Linked DNA regions of Sus scrofa: regions 2 and 3 are each linked to region 1. Evidence: chromatin contacts called from public HiChIP or PLAC-seq data. All regions are on one chromosome and are shown on one strand. Each heading gives the region's core, a stretch centred on a gene start, on an enhancer-like site or on the middle of the called end of the contact. The rest is flanking DNA. Distances are from core to core; before and after follow the strand shown.

What was found. HiChIP or PLAC-seq counts read pairs in DNA pulled down with a chosen protein or histone mark.
Region 2: a contact with region 1 is called in an H3K27ac HiChIP or PLAC-seq map of alveolar macrophages. The contact joins two enhancer-like sites. A contact is called at or near these places in 1 of 47 Hi-C or Micro-C datasets (epiblast stem cells) and 1 of 2 datasets of contacts at active chromatin or transcription factors (alveolar macrophages).
Region 3: an H3K27ac HiChIP or PLAC-seq map of alveolar macrophages shows a contact between it and region 1. The contact joins two enhancer-like sites. A contact is called at or near these places in 2 of 2 datasets of contacts at active chromatin or transcription factors (alveolar macrophages and skeletal muscle).

The regions. Positions count from the first base shown.
Region 1 is chr9:10,396,010-10,401,028 of Sscrofa11.1, reverse strand. No RefSeq gene overlaps it. Among named protein-coding and RNA genes, the nearest start is that of WNT11, 37 kb to the left of the region's middle. Within about 2 kb of position 2,293, at least 2 of the 83 cell types and tissues checked have an H3K27ac peak or open chromatin away from gene starts, as enhancers often do. A contact at or near this core is called in alveolar macrophages, where this site is marked.
Region 2 is chr9:10,157,659-10,162,677 of Sscrofa11.1, reverse strand. The region is part of intron 6 of UVRAG (UV radiation resistance-associated gene protein); the gene reads right to left. Among named protein-coding and RNA genes, the nearest start is that of UVRAG, 71 kb to the right of the region's middle. Within about 2 kb of position 2,502, at least 8 of the 83 cell types and tissues checked have an H3K27ac peak or open chromatin away from gene starts, as enhancers often do. A contact at or near this core is called in alveolar macrophages, where this site is marked.
Region 3 is chr9:10,202,332-10,207,350 of Sscrofa11.1, reverse strand. The region is part of intron 7 of UVRAG (UV radiation resistance-associated gene protein); the gene reads right to left. Among named protein-coding and RNA genes, the nearest start is that of UVRAG, 120 kb to the right of the region's middle. Within about 2 kb of position 3,055, at least 1 of the 83 cell types and tissues checked has an H3K27ac peak or open chromatin away from gene starts, as enhancers often do. A contact at or near this core is called in alveolar macrophages, where this site is marked.

The DNA.
Region 1 (5,019 bases), core at 1,044-3,543:
TTCAGGTCATCCCTCACCCTGCAGGAGGGACGAAGGAGCTTCCCCTCCCCCAGCTGAGGACCAGGCTCCCCGCGAGCCTCTCCCAGCTCACTGGTGGAATCTTCGGCATCTGCCAAGTGCCTCAACCCCCTGCTCCTCTGCTTTCACGTAGCTGGGACCCACTTCAATGACACATGTCACGTGGCCCTGGCCTGGGCAGGTACCCAACAAACATCCATCTGCTTCCCCAGCCCAGCTCTCCTTCTGCCTGCTCTGAGCCGGGGGACAGAGGATGCCCCCCTGTCCCCTTCTCCTCCCCAGCATTCCTGGAGTCCCACTTGGTCCTTCCTGCTCAGTCCATGAAGAGGTTCCGCCTGCCTGGTGTGATCTCAGGGTGTGGGAGGGAAGCCTGAAGCCTGGGATTCCAGCCCCACTGCGGCTTCCCCCTAGAGTCAGGCCTTCCCGGGAGAATCACAGCTCCCCAGCAAAGGTTATGACTCAGACCCCTCCCTCCTGTTGGCCCTGCCCTTCCCAGCTCCGGTGAACACAGCCAGGCCCTACCCCCTCTTTCCCCCACCACGGGGTCTGATTCACCTGCTCTCTGAGCATCCAGACAGCCCATGGGTGGGAGGGGGGGAGATCTAGGGAGGGGCTCATCTTCTCTAAGTTCTCATTGGTCACTTCCTTATTTTTATTTTTTGGCTGCGGTGGGGTGGGGGGGTGACAGTTCCCCGGCCAGGGGTTTAACTCCAGCCACAGCTGCAACCAGAGCCACAGCCGTGACCACACCAGATCCTTAACCTGCTGAGCCACAAGGGAGCTCCTCGCTGGTCACTTCTTGAGGCAGAGAGTGGGGCCGCAGGACTTTTGTCATCTTCTCTGGTCTCAAAGATAAATTGCTGGGCTGGAGAGTTTCTGCTTATTTTCCCCAAATCACTTAAGTTGTGTGTGACTGAGCTATTAGATTACTGATGGATGGATAAACAGATGAGTGGGGAGGTGAGCGGCTGAACAAAGTAATACATGGAAAAATTACTGCTTCCATGGACAGATGGATGGTCTGATACGTTTAAGAGTCAGCTGAAGCCTCGCCTTCCCCAGGAAGCCTTCCTTGATCCCCTGACTGGGTCAGGAGCGCCACCCGTCCCTATGGCCCCTGGTCTTTTCTGTCTCAGGGACAGGGGTCTGGGTCATGTGTGTCCTGGAAACTCAATCGAGGAGTATCCGGAGAGGCCCCCAGGGCAGTACTGGACAATGAATGGGTCAGTTTCAAAAACACATGGGGTCCAGTGTGACAGAAGAAGACCAGCCACGAAGCTCCTTCCGCTGGGGCCGGGGCTGGGGGGTTGAGGAGAAAGATTGTAGTTGCAGCGACTCCCGTTAATGCTTCGGGGGCACTTGCCCCGCCCCGGGCATGTTCTGAACCCTTTCCACACACCGTTTTGTTTAAACCTCTCAGCAGAAACTATTGGCATCCCTGTCTTCAGATGGAGGAGCTGAAGCATCCAGGGAGATGCAATAAGTTGCCCAGGGTGACATAGCGAGGGGGTGGGGACACAAACTTTGCACTCAGGTCTGAGGATGCCAGGCTGCCTGGTACTGTCTGACCACCAGGCTGGGTCCGGAGGGCAGTGGGGACTCCCGGGGCTTTGGAGCCCAGGAGGGGAGGGATCCGTATCTGTAGGAGGCTGTGCCACACGCTCTGCATCCCAGCAGAGAACGGGCACCTTCAGGGCAGCCACCATCAGCTCCTCCAGGGAAGAAGTTAGCGCCACCCCCGCCCAGATCTTGGTCCCAGCAAAGTATTTGCCATGCGCCCCCTTTTCTATCCTTCTCCCCTCCCCCCCTGTTTAGAGGCTTCAGAGTATCTGCAGCTGGGAGTCCTCCAGCCCCCGCTGTACTGTGGCTCCAGATGCCCCTAAATGTTGCTGCTGCCCTGGAGCACAGCAGCCTCCCCTGGAAGCCTTTTACAGAGACGCCTTTCTCCTGCCTCCGGACTGCCGTCCATCACCCCCACTCCCACCCCCTCAGGCCCAAGTGCCCCCCCCCAGTTACCCCTCCCCTCAGCCATCAGAGCCACCATAGCTCTTCGTCTGAATCCCAGCAGCCCCGCTTCCTAGCTGGATGACCTTGGCTGAGATGTGATAAGACAGGACCCTTGGTGAGTGGGCGGGTGCACCTGACTCTCACGGCGCCTTCCCCTCTGTCAGCTCATCCACAGGGTAAATGACCCTTAAGCCTCGTCTCTCCCGCACTGGTGTGCTGTTCTGCTGAGACGATGCAACGTATTCCACTAATGGGTATTTCCTTCATTGCTGCGGCTCACAGGAAGTTCAGGGCCAAACCGCATCTTAATCATAGTCATCATTCTAGGTTACTACGTGCTTGATAAATTTACTTCCTACTCTGTCTAAGGGGTTTTCGTTCAGCTCTGTTTGGCAACCTTTCTTTAAAACGACCCCTTATCTTCAAAACATTATGTGGGGATACACTGTGATTTTTCAATCCTGCCATACACAGCTCCCCGCTGTCCAGCCCAGCCTGCCCTGTACCTCCTCCCGGCCGGTTCTATCTCCTCTCTGGCCCCCTGGCCCCCGCCTGTCCTGCGTTTATGTTCCTGTGTCTCCCTGGCATTTGGTTGTGTCCCAGACCAGAGTGCCTTCCTCTGGCAAATGCCAACCCCTCGTTCCAGGCCCCGCTCCCCCAGGACGATTCCCTGGCTTCGCCAACGTGCCCTCACCTCTCCCACTGGCCCGCTGCCCTCCCGCCCTCCTCCCGGCCGGTCCATGTTTACTGAGCATCTGCTTGGTTTCGGCGCTGTTCTGGGGACACTGCAGTAAACAAGAGACAAAACCTCTGCCATCATGGAACTGACATTCTAGTTGGAGAGAATGACAATAAACAAATCTTTTTAAAACATCAGCTGGCTGATATTAAGGCACCAGTGAATGGAACAGCCTGAAGGGGAGGGGGCAGTGGTGGAGGGAGGATGCTGTTTTATTGAGGTTGTCCAGGAAGAGCTTACAGTGAGGGTGGGGGGGGGGAGTGAATGTTGGGGGCAGGTGGGGCCAGAGTGGAGGGAGCGAGGGGGAGGTGGCCAGAGAGCGAGGCCGGCTTGGAGCAAGGGTGGACTGGGAGGTGCCAGGTGCCAGGCTCTGAGCCAGGGGCCTGACATCCACCGTGTCCCCGGACCCTCCTGACGATTCTGTGATTCAAGGCTGGTTGCCAGTTCCATTTTGAAGGCAGTGGAGGCGCAGAGGAGAAAGGGACCTGGGCGAGGTCACAGAGCAGTGACTCTGAATCTGCAGCCGGGTGGCCGCTGGAGAGGAGGGGGCTGCTTAGCTTTCCCCAGCCTGTCCTCTCAGCATCTGCCCATAAATCACTCTGACACCCCGACGAGGGGGGGCACGGACAGATTCAACAGCACCTCCGTGGGTGAGCGCTTCCCAGACCCCTGCACTGTGGATCTTGGCTGCGGATGCGGGCCGCCCAGCCCAGGGCTCCAAACGCGGGCACACAACTCGGGGGAGTGGTGTTTGCCCTGGGCCAGGAAGGGGGTTCCGGGGGAAGGGGAGGACCTCACGGGGCCAGAGGATCTGGCCACCAGATGAAGGGTTGGAATCACTCAAGTCCTGCTGCCCGAAGATCTGGGGGAGGCCCCGGGCGGTCCGGGCGCCGCGGGCCAGAAGCTCCAGGGGAGGCGGGAGGGGCAGCCTCTCGGCTGCGGGCCTCCTTCTCCCTTGTCACCCCCTTCCCTGCCTGCGACGTGCTGAAAGCTCCCGGTTGTGCAGGTCTGGGAATTGCTTTGGAGCTGGCCCCGGGGGCAGGGGCAGGCAGAAAGGGGGCAGACCCTCCTCAGCCCCGAGTGCCCAGCACCACCGCGCCCCCTGCACTCCCACTGATCCCACTGGTGAGTCACCAGCACGAGAAACATCCGAAGTTTTTTACACGGGAGTGGGCTGGGGGACTCCACAGAGAAGACCTCATGGCCTCCCCTGGAGGAGAAGTGGCCCTCGCCTGACCATCCTGTCCTGCGCGGGGCTCTGAGTGGCAATGTCACCAAAAAGGCTGGTCTCAGAGTCAAGGCCATTTCTCAGCCTGCATTCAAGGCTGTGGCCACAGGCCTTGTGCTCAGTGGGCACCGTCCCTGCCCTGTGCCACACATGCCTTAGACTCAGAGGCCCCCATACCTGCTCAGAAGCCACCTGCCCACACTGCCCCTTTTGGGGCAAGAAGGTCGGAAGTCATGGATCCAGGGCTCAGAGGGCCCACTGATTTTCTGACTCTGCCACCTACTAAACTGGGCACGTCTCTAAACCTGTCCAAGTCTCAGCTGGCACAGGGGACACATGTTGGCAATCTTGTTGGGACGTGCAGGCTTGGATCTCTATGGAAGGTTTGGGGAAGGCCTACTGCTGCCCATCGTTAATAATCCATTGGGAGCAGAGCATCTGCAACGCCTACACTTCTCTTCGGCAGCCTCAGGAGGATGAAGCCAGCGTGGGTCCCCGGCCCGATGTGGGTCCTCCCGGGATTCGGGAGTTCCAGGAGGGGGGGCTGATGACCGCCCCCATCTGAGCCCAATTACCTTCCGGAGCTGACAGTAAGAGCAGGAAGAGGCTCATCGGGAACACTGGCGGGGTCCTCGTGGCCCCTCCTGTCCTGACCGTGGGTCCCCTGCTTTTACTCTGTTGGACCTTGACGTCTCTGCAGGGGGCAGAGCTGCACCCCCTGCGCAGCCCTCACCGCCCTGGGAGCCTAGCGGTGAGGTGGGGCCAGGCGGAGAAGTGGGGGGGGTCTTGCCATCGCTAGGAGCCCTGCCCTCACTGCCGCGGTGCCTTGGAGGGGCTGCCTGAGCCCAGTTCTGGCTCTTCCCGGCCTCCACTGCTGCGGCTTGGACAAAGCGCTGCCCTCTCCGGCCGGGGGAGGCCCAGCCTCACAGAGCCATGGAGGGGTCCATCCAAGGTGCCTGAAGCTGCAGAGGGAGGAAGCCCCCCACCCCATTCACTCAGCGCTCTTAGTGTGCTGGGGGACAGTGGG
Region 2 (5,019 bases), core at 1,253-3,752, 240 kb after region 1:
ATGTGGCTTGTGATAAAAATAACATAAAGACGGGGAACGAGACATGTCAAAGAAAACTTCTGTGTAATATTAAACTAAACTGGTATTAATTTGAACTAGACGTTTATAAATTAAGATGTTAACTGTAATGCTCAGGGAATCCACTAAGAAAATACATTATTTTAGTACACAGTAAAAGAAATGAGAAAGGAATCAAAATGCTACATGAGAAAATAACCCAGGGGAGTTACCTTCATGGCTCAGTGGTTAACGAACCTGGCTAGGATCCTTGAGGATGTGGGTTCGATCCCTGGCCTTGCTCAGTGGGCTAAGGATCCAGCACTAATGTGAGCTGTGGTGTAGGCCACAGATGTGGCTCAGATCCTGCGCTGTTGTGGCTGTGGCGTAGGCTGGCAGCTGTAGCTCCAATTTGACCCCTACCCTGGGAACTTCCATATGCCGTGGGTATGGCCCTAAAAAGCAAAAAAATGAAAATAACTCAGATGAAGAGAGTAATGAAGGAAATGAGGAACAAAAAAGATACAAGAAAACAAAAACTGGCAGAAGTCACTGAATATTTGTTATTACATTAAGTGTAAAAGGATTAAACACTCCAATTAAAAGGCAGAGAATCACAGAATGCATTTTCTTTCTAATGATCCACTATCTGCTGTTTACAAGAGATGCACTTTATTTTTTAGGGCCATACCCATGGCATATGGAAGCTCCCAGGCTGGAGGTCGAATTGGAGCTGCAGCTGCCAGCCGATGCCACAGCCACAGCAACACAAGATCCACCTACATCACAGCTCACGGCAATGCTGGATCCTTAACCCACTGAGTAAGGCCAGGGTTTGAAACCACGTCCTCATGGATACTAGCTGGGTTAGCTACTGCTGAGCCACAATAAAAACTTCAAGAGATATACTTTAGAAACAAACAAACAAACAAAAAATAGGTTGAAAATGGAAGGATGGATGGGGGAAGAGAGATAAATTAGGCGTTTGGGATTAACATACACCTGCCACTATATATAAAATAGGTAAACAACAAGGATCTACTGCAGAGCATGGGGAGCTATAATCAAATCTTATAATAAATTATAATGGAAAAGAATCTGAAAAAGAACACACACGCACAAACACGCACGCGTGTGTACCTATAACTGACTCACTTTCCTGTACACTTGAACGCAAGACTTTCATAAACAATTAGAAATATTTTTCTTAAAGAAAGAAAATGAAAAGATGGAAAGCTATTCCATGTCAGCAGTAACCAAAAAAGAGCTGGGACAACTATACTAATATATCAGATAAATAGATATTAAGACAAGACATAAAAGTGTTACCAGAAGCAAAAAAAAAAAAAAAAGGATATTATAGCACAAAAAGAGGGTCAGGAAGATATAAATGATTATAAACATATATGCAAACATATTTAACAAAACACATGAAGCCCAAACTGACAAAACTAAAATAGAAAGTAGCTGCAGTCAACATTTCACTTTCAACAATGGGCAGCACAACTATACAAAAGATAAGGAAACAGAACACATGAACACAACTATATAAATCAAGTAGAGCTAAGAGACGTATAAGAACGTTCCACCTGTCAGCAGTCACACACATACCTTTCGCAAGTGCACATGGAACATTCTCCGGGATAGACTGTATGTATGTTCAGCCACAAAACAAGCCTCAACATAGTTCTAAAACACTGAAATCATACAAAGTACCTTTTCTGAACACAAGAGAATGAAACTAGAAACCAGTAACAGAAAGAAATGTGGAAAATTCACAAACGACGAAGTCAACAACACACTCTGAAACGATCAGCGAGTCAAAGCACAAATCACAAGGTAAATTTCTAAAAAATACTTCAAGGAGAATAAAAATGGCAACACAAGCTATCAAAACATATGGGATGCAGGGAAAAAGCGCTCGGGGGAAAATGCACAATTGTAAACATTTATGTTAAAAGAAAAAAGAGCTCAAATCAGTCACCTAATCTTCTGGCTTAAGGAACTAGAAAAAGAACAAACTAAACGAAACTCAAAGCACGGAGGAAGGAAATAATAAAGGCTAGGGCAGAGATCCATAAGAGAGAGAGCACAAAAATCATAGAAAAAAAATCAACAAAACCCAGTTAGTTCTTTGAAAAGGGCAACAAAATTGACCAACCTTAATCTAGACTGACCAAGAAAAGGAGAGAGAAGACTCGAGTCACTAAAATCAGGAATGTACGTGGGAAGGTTGTCACCAATCTTATAGGAAGAAAAAGGATGAGAGAAGAAGACTGTGAACAACTGCAGGCCAACAAGTCAGATAACCTCGATAAAAGTGGAATCAGAAACACAAAGCTCCCCCAAAAGCCTCAGGTCCACAGCTTGTCTAAGGGTTTAGCTCCAAAACTCCATGGTGCTGCTGCCTCCGCATCCATTTTCTTTGACCAAGCAGGCTGCAGGGACCTTAAACCACCATGAGATCCCCTTTCTGGGAAGTGCATGGCCTAGACAGCAGGCTGCAGAGTCACGAGCAAATGTAGTTCCTGTTACAACTTGTGATCAACAGTCTCCTCTGCTTCCCAGCTCCTGTTATGCTTCAAATACCCCTCAGATAAAAATCCCCATGGAGCTTTCCAAAACCCTGCGTTGTGGTCTGAACTGACCAATCCAGCTCTAGCCCAGAAAGCCCAAAGCACCCTGCCCAAAGACTCTAAATAAAGACGTGTTCCAGGTGCTGCATCTCTCTCTCTTCACCCTGCCTTGACCTCCTCGTGAGGCCCCTCAAGGTGTCCCCTGCAATTCCTCCAGGACCCGTGAGTGATAAACTCCATTTCAGTTTCTCTTGCGGTTGCTTGTTGAACCGTGGTTCACCATCCAGCACCCTGGGCTTCCACTTTACAAACATTAATCTAACAGAGTCATAACACAATCGAAAAAGTTAAATCAGTAATCATAAAACTCCCAGCAAAGCAAAGCCGAGAACTACATGATTTGACTGCGAATTCTACCCATGGTTTAAAGATTAAAAATAACACCCATCCTTCTCAAAGTCTTCCGAAAAATGGAAGAGGAGGAAATATTTAACTCCTTCTATGAGACCGGTTTTAGCCTGATACCAAAGGGAGACAATAACATCACAAGAAAATTATAGGCCAATATCCCTTTTATATATATATATATGAAATATATAACGTGTGTTAGAGAGGGAACCGAGGGGGAGGGGGAGGGGGTGTGGTGGTTGGGGAGCTTGGGGTTAATACATGCAAACTATTGCCTTTAGAATGGATTAGCCATGAGATCCTGCTGTGTAACACTGGGAATTATGTCCAATCACTTATGATGGAGCATGATAATGGGCAAAAATACAATGTGTACATGTATGTGTCACTGGGTCACCATGCTGTACAGTAGAAAAAAAATTGTATTGGGGAATTAAAGATTTAAAAATTAATTAATTAAATTTTAAAAAACTCAACAAAATACCCTTGAACAATGAGGATGACCCACACACAGTTAAAAATCCACATGTAACTTTACAGTCTCCTGTATCCATGATTCCATATGCATGGTTCTGCATCCACATATTCAACCACCTGTGCATTGTATAATGCTGTAGTTCAAACTTAATAAAAAAAAAAAACAAAAAAAAACCCTCACATATAGGTAGACCTGCCTAGTTCAAATACATGCTGTTCAAAGGTCAACCGTATTAGCAAAGCTAATCCAGTAGCGTATTAAAAGGCTTATGCCATCTGGCCCAGCAATTTCAGTTCTGGGTATACACCCAAAGAACTGAAAGAAAAAGAGATCTTTGTACGCCCTTGTTCATAGCAGCAATATTCACAGGAGTCAAGAAGTGGAAGCAATCCAAGTGTTCATCAAGAGATGAACAGATAAACAAGATGTGGTGTATTCATACAACAGAATATTATTTAGCCTTAAAAAAGGAAAGACGTTCTGACACACGCTATAACAGAGTGACCTCGAGGACATTATTACGTTAAGTAAAACAAACCAGTGGCGAAAGCATACATATTATATGATTCCACCTTTATAAGAGAGCAGTCAGATTCATAGAAACAAACAGTAGAAGGGTGGCCGCCAAGGGCCTGGGGAAAAAGGAGATGGGGAGTTATGGCTCACTGGGTAGAGTTTCAGGTTTGCAGGATGAAAGGAGTTCGGGAAAGGGACAGCGATGACAGTTGTACGACAATGTGAACATATTTAATGCCACCGAACCGTACACTTAAAATGGTTAAGATGGTAAACTTTATATTATGCATATTTACTACAATTAAAAATAATTTTTAAAAAAGATTACATACCAGGGACAAGTGGGGTTTACCCAAGGAATGTAAGTGTGGTTTAATAAATGAAAATCAATCAATACAATATACCAAGTTGGCAGACTCACGTATACTTGCCAATTCTAACCCTTACTATACAGCAACATAATTAAAACAGTGCAGTACTGGCCTAAGGACAGACAAACGGATCAATGGAAAAGAACTGGGAATATATAAATAAAACTCATATATTTACGGTCAACTGATTTCAGATTAAGGTGCTAAAACTGAGAAAGATTAGTCTTTTCAACAAATGATGCTAAAACTGGATGGCTACATGCAAAAGAATGAAGCTGGACCCATCCCTGACATCACATACAAAAATTACAATTAGGATCAAAGACCTCAGTGCAACAGCTAAAACCGTAAAACCATTAGAAGAAAGCGCAAGGGTAAATTTACATAATCTTGGATTTGCCAACTGATTCTTTTTTTTTTTTTGCCTTTTTGTCTTTTCTAGGGCTGCACCCGCAGCATATAGAGGTTCCCAGGCTAGCGGTCTAATCAGAGCTGTAGCTGCCGGCCTACGACAGAGCCACAGCAACACAGGATCCGAGCCGTGTCTGCAACCTACACCACAGCTCAGAGCAATGCCAGATCCTTAACCCACTGAGTGAGGCCAGGGAGCAAACCCGCAATCTCATGGTTCCTAGTCGGATTTGTTAACCACTGAGCCACGACGGGAACTCCA
Region 3 (5,019 bases), core at 1,806-4,305, 190 kb after region 1:
GACAGACTAGAACACCGAGAAAAGCAACGAAACAGAGCTTCTTATAGTTCACAGGGAAAGATTAAAAAGGAGAAGAAAATATAGGGGAAAACCAGGAGTCTATCAAGAGAATAGATACCTTATCATTAATGATATTGTGTTCCATATGAAGGAGCTTAGATTTTTATTCTGAAGATATTAGGAAACAATGAGGTTTTAAACCAAGGAAGGTTTAATTAATTACACTTGCACTTTAGAAAGATCTTTTTTCCCGTAAGAAGGTGACTGGGATACAGAGAAACAAGACTGTAAACAGGAAGGCCAGTGTGAGGTTACTGAAAGAACCTTAGCAAAAGTTTAGGCATTGTCCTAAATTAAAATAGGAACAGGAAGGATGGTACAGATGTGAAAAATTAAAAAAAAAAAAAAAAAGAGGAGTTCCCGTCGTGGCGCAGTGGTTAATGAATCCGACTAGGAACCATGAGGTTGCGGGTTCGGTCCCTGCCCTTGCTCAGTGGGTTAACGATCCGGCGTTGCCGTGAGCTGTGGTGTAGGTTGCAGACGCGGCTCGGATCCAGCGTTGCTGTGGCTCTGGCGTAGGCCGGTGGCTACAGCTCCGATTCGACCCCTAGCCTGGGAACCTCCATATGCCGCGGGAGCGGCCCAAGAAATAGCAACAACAACAACAACAACAACAACAACAACAAAAGACAAAAAAAAAAAAAAAAAGAGAAATGAAGAATGATGCTTGAAAATAAATGGCCAACATCAAGAATGCAAAAGAGGCATCACTACAGATCCACAAACATTTAAAGGGGAAATTATGAATAATATGTCAATAAATTCAACAACTTAAATGAAATAGGTAAGTTGTTTAAAAACCACAAGTTGCTAGGAGTTCCCTGATGGCTCAGGGGGGTTAAGAATCCAGCCCCATCACTTCTATAGCTTGTGTCACTACTGTGGTATGGAGGTTGGATCCCCGGCCTGGAAACTTTCACATGCTGTTAGTGCAGCCAAACAAAATGAAACAAAACAAAAAAAGAAAACACCCACAAGTTTCCAAAGCAAACAAATGAAATAGAAAATGTGAGTAGTTTTTATCAGTTAAAGGAGCTAAATTTGTCATTAAAAACCTTCTCACATAGAAAACTCTAAGTTCAGATGGTTTCACTGGTGAAATACTAGTGTTAACAAAAATCTTTCAGAGAAGGAACACTTTTCAATTTGTTTTATGAGGCAAGGATAACCTTGATACCAAAACAGGAAAGAAAAGAAAATTATAGACAAATATCACACATGAACATAACATTCATAAAACGTTAGCAAATCAAACATACATACAAATGTATGCAAAAGGTATACATCTTGATCAAATGGATTTATCTGAGTACAAGGCTGATTTCACACCTGAAAATCAAAAGTGACAGAATGAAAAAGAAAAATCATATCATCTCAAAAGATGCCTTAAAAAAGCACTTGATAAAATTCAGTACCTGTTAATAACTTAACACAAAAAACCCTAACAAACCAAGGAAAAAGGAGAGTTTCCTCAATCTGATAAAAGGTCTTAAACAAAACAACCTGCAGCTAAACCATCTTCAAGATCAGGAACAAGAAAAGATACCCACTTTCACTACTCTATTCAACACTGTATTCAAGATCCAAACCATTGCAATAAGGCAATAAAAAATTCATAACTATAGAAAAGAAACAAGAAAGTCTACTCATAGATGCTATCTGATTGTATACATAGAAAAAAATTAACCTCTAATCAAACTAATAATAACCTTAGCAAGACTGCAAGATTCTAATATACAAAAAAATCAAATGGCATTTTTATACAGTACCAACAAATAACTAGGAATAAACTTAAAGAAAGTTCTGAAAGACCTACACAGTGAAAAATATTAAACACTGCTCAGAGAAATTTTAAAACACCTCAACAAATAGAATCATGTGCTATTTCATGGATTGGAAGTTAAGAAGTCAAGTCTCCTTCTATATTTATCTAGAATAAATTACTCCCAATCAAAATCCTAGCAGTCTTTTTTTAATTGACCAGCTGACTTTAAAACTGATATGGAAGGGAGTTTCCATTGTGACTCAGCAGGTTAAGAGGCCGACTAGTATCCACGAGGACATGGGTTTGATCCCTGGCCTTGCTTAGTGGGTTAAGGATTCGGCATTGCCGTGAGCTGTGGTGTAGGTTACAGACATGGCTTGGATCCCATGTTGCTATGGCTGTGGTGTAAGCCAGCAGCTGCAGCTCCGACTCAACCCCTAGCCTGGGAACCTCCATATGCTGCAGGTGCAGTCCTAAAAAGCAAAAATAATAATAATAATAAAACTGATACGGAAAGATAAAAGTCCTAGAATTGACAAGAAAATGTTGAAGAACAGAGTTGTGAGGCTTATACTATCATATTTTATGACTTTATCATAAAGCTGGTTTGTAAAACAATAGTAGTTGCGTAAGGCTAAACAGATATGACTGATGAAACAGAACTCAGATTACAGAAATGGACCTATTCGATTTGTCTTTTGATCAGGGCAAGAAAAGCAGTATTAACAAATGACACTAAAACAACTGGATAGCAATACGGGGGAATATAAGCCTTAATCTCTACCTCCCATCGTACACAAAAATTAATTTGAAATGATCAAAACTTATATGTAAAAGCTAAAACTGTCAAGTTCCCTATCAAGCATGTAGGGAAGTAAGTATATTCATGACCTTCGATTAGGCAAAGATTTCCTAAATAGGATACAAAAGACACGATCCATAAAATAAAAACTTGAAAGAGCATACTCTATCAAAATTTAAAACTTCTACCCATCAAAAAGACATTATTCAGAAAATGAAAAAAAATCAAGTCACAGAGTGAGAAAAAAGTATTTGTTTTCCACCTACTTATCTGATAAAGTAGTTTCCTAATGTACAAAGAACTCCTCCAAATTAACAATAAAAAACCGCCCAATAAATAAAAATGGGCAAAATATTTGAACATATACTTCACAAAAGAAGATATAAATGGCCCATAAGGGAGTCCCCTGGTGACTCAGCAGATTAAGGACCCAGTGTTGTCACTTCTGTGATGCAGTTTTGATCCCTAGGAACTTCTGCATTCCACAAGCATGGCCCCCCAAAGAAACAAAAAAACAAAACAAAACAAAAAAACAAGACTGGCCAGTAAGCACATAAAATGAGCCAATATCATTAGTCACTAAAGAATTAAAGAATTAAAATCAAAATGATATACCAGTACAAGCCTACTATATATACTGGCTAGAGTTTACAAAACAGACAATACCAAATGACGTCAGGGGTAGTAGAGCAACTAGAACGTCCCAACACGGCTGGTGGGATCCTAAAATTGTACAACTATTTTGGAAACTGGTAATTTTAATACATTAAATATTCACCTCTCACATGGGTGGGAAGCTCTACTCTTATGTATAAAAGAAATGAAAGCATATCCCCAGAAAACATTTTTTCCTCCAATTTTATTGAAATATAATCAACATACACTATTGTCTAGTGAACATCCATCGTCTTATATAGATACAAAGTAAAAGTATTTTTTTCCTGGGATAAGAACTCTTAGGATTTGCTCTCGTAACAACGTCCATATATAACATACAGCAGTGCTAACTGTTAATCATGCTGCACATTACATCCCTAGTACTCATCTTTACGACTGAAAGTTTCTACCTTGAGACCACCTTTATCCAATTCCCCTTCCCCCAGTGCCCCACAGAAGACTTTTGGAACCATGCTCCTAAAGGCGTTATGTATAACAGCCCCATAGCGGAAACAACTCAAATGCCCATCAACAGGACAAAGCATAAGCCAGCTGCGATGCTGCGGTGTATTCACAGAAAAAGAACACTCAGCAATAAAAAGGAACAGACTACTTATCTACACTACAACAAAACACAAAAGCATGCTAACACAAAAGAAGAAACTGAGAGGGTACACCGTATGGTTCTATTCATAAGAAGTTCAAGAACAGGAAAAGCTAATAAATGAGGAGGCCATGAGAAAAGTGTCTCACTCAGCCAGGGGTGAGAACAAGGTGTAAGAACGACTCGCAAAGGGGTTTGAGGGAACTTTCTGGAGAGCGAAAAATACTCTCTATCTTCTCTAAATAATGACACTGTGGGTGTGTATATTTGTCAAAATTCATCAGACTGTACACTTAAGTTCTAATTTTATTTGACATAAATTGTAGTGCAAAAGAAAAAGAAAATAAAGGATGGCTGGTACACGGCTTGGGGAACCGGGAACACGGTGAGGTCATTTAATGAATGGTGGGCAGGAGACGAGCAGTTTGCGAGGAAAGCTCTGCTTTCAGTTCGAGGCGCCTGCGAAACGTCCAAGAGCAGGTGTTGAGTAGGAGCTGAACATGAGGATGTGGAGCTTACGAGACAGATCTTGGCTGCAGAGAAAGACACGGCAACCATGAGCACACAGGTGGTTATGAGTGCTATGGAAGTAATGAGATCATTCTGGAAGACCGCGAGAAGGAGAGAGAACAGAGCCTAGAACAGAATCCTGAGGAACATCAATTCTTAAGGGATTAGAAACAAAGAAAGACAATGCTGCAAAACTTTTCAGAATTCCAGAGAAGCAGAAGGGCAGCTGGGAGAGTTGGTGCCACCGCAGTCAGAGGAACAGAATGTTTCAAGGAACTAATAACCACTGTCACAAAACCAAGTAACCCGAGGCCTAGCCAGTAACCGCGGATGCGGCAACGAGGACTTGACTGAAGCCACCGCAGATGTGTTTACCTCTCTCTCTCCATGTCTACCGCCAGCATCATCTCCCACCCAACCTCGAGCCTCCTAACTGGTTTCCAAGCTTCAACTTTTGCTCGTCTCAATTCCAGTCTCTCCTTAACACCAGAGGTAAGCCTGTGCATCACTTGGTCAGCACTAATGGTAGCGTGCCTGCCCAGGCACCCGCAGGCCTGCCTTACGGAGCTATACTCCTAGTCTGGTATTACCCCCATCACTGTGCACGCTGCAACATGTCAA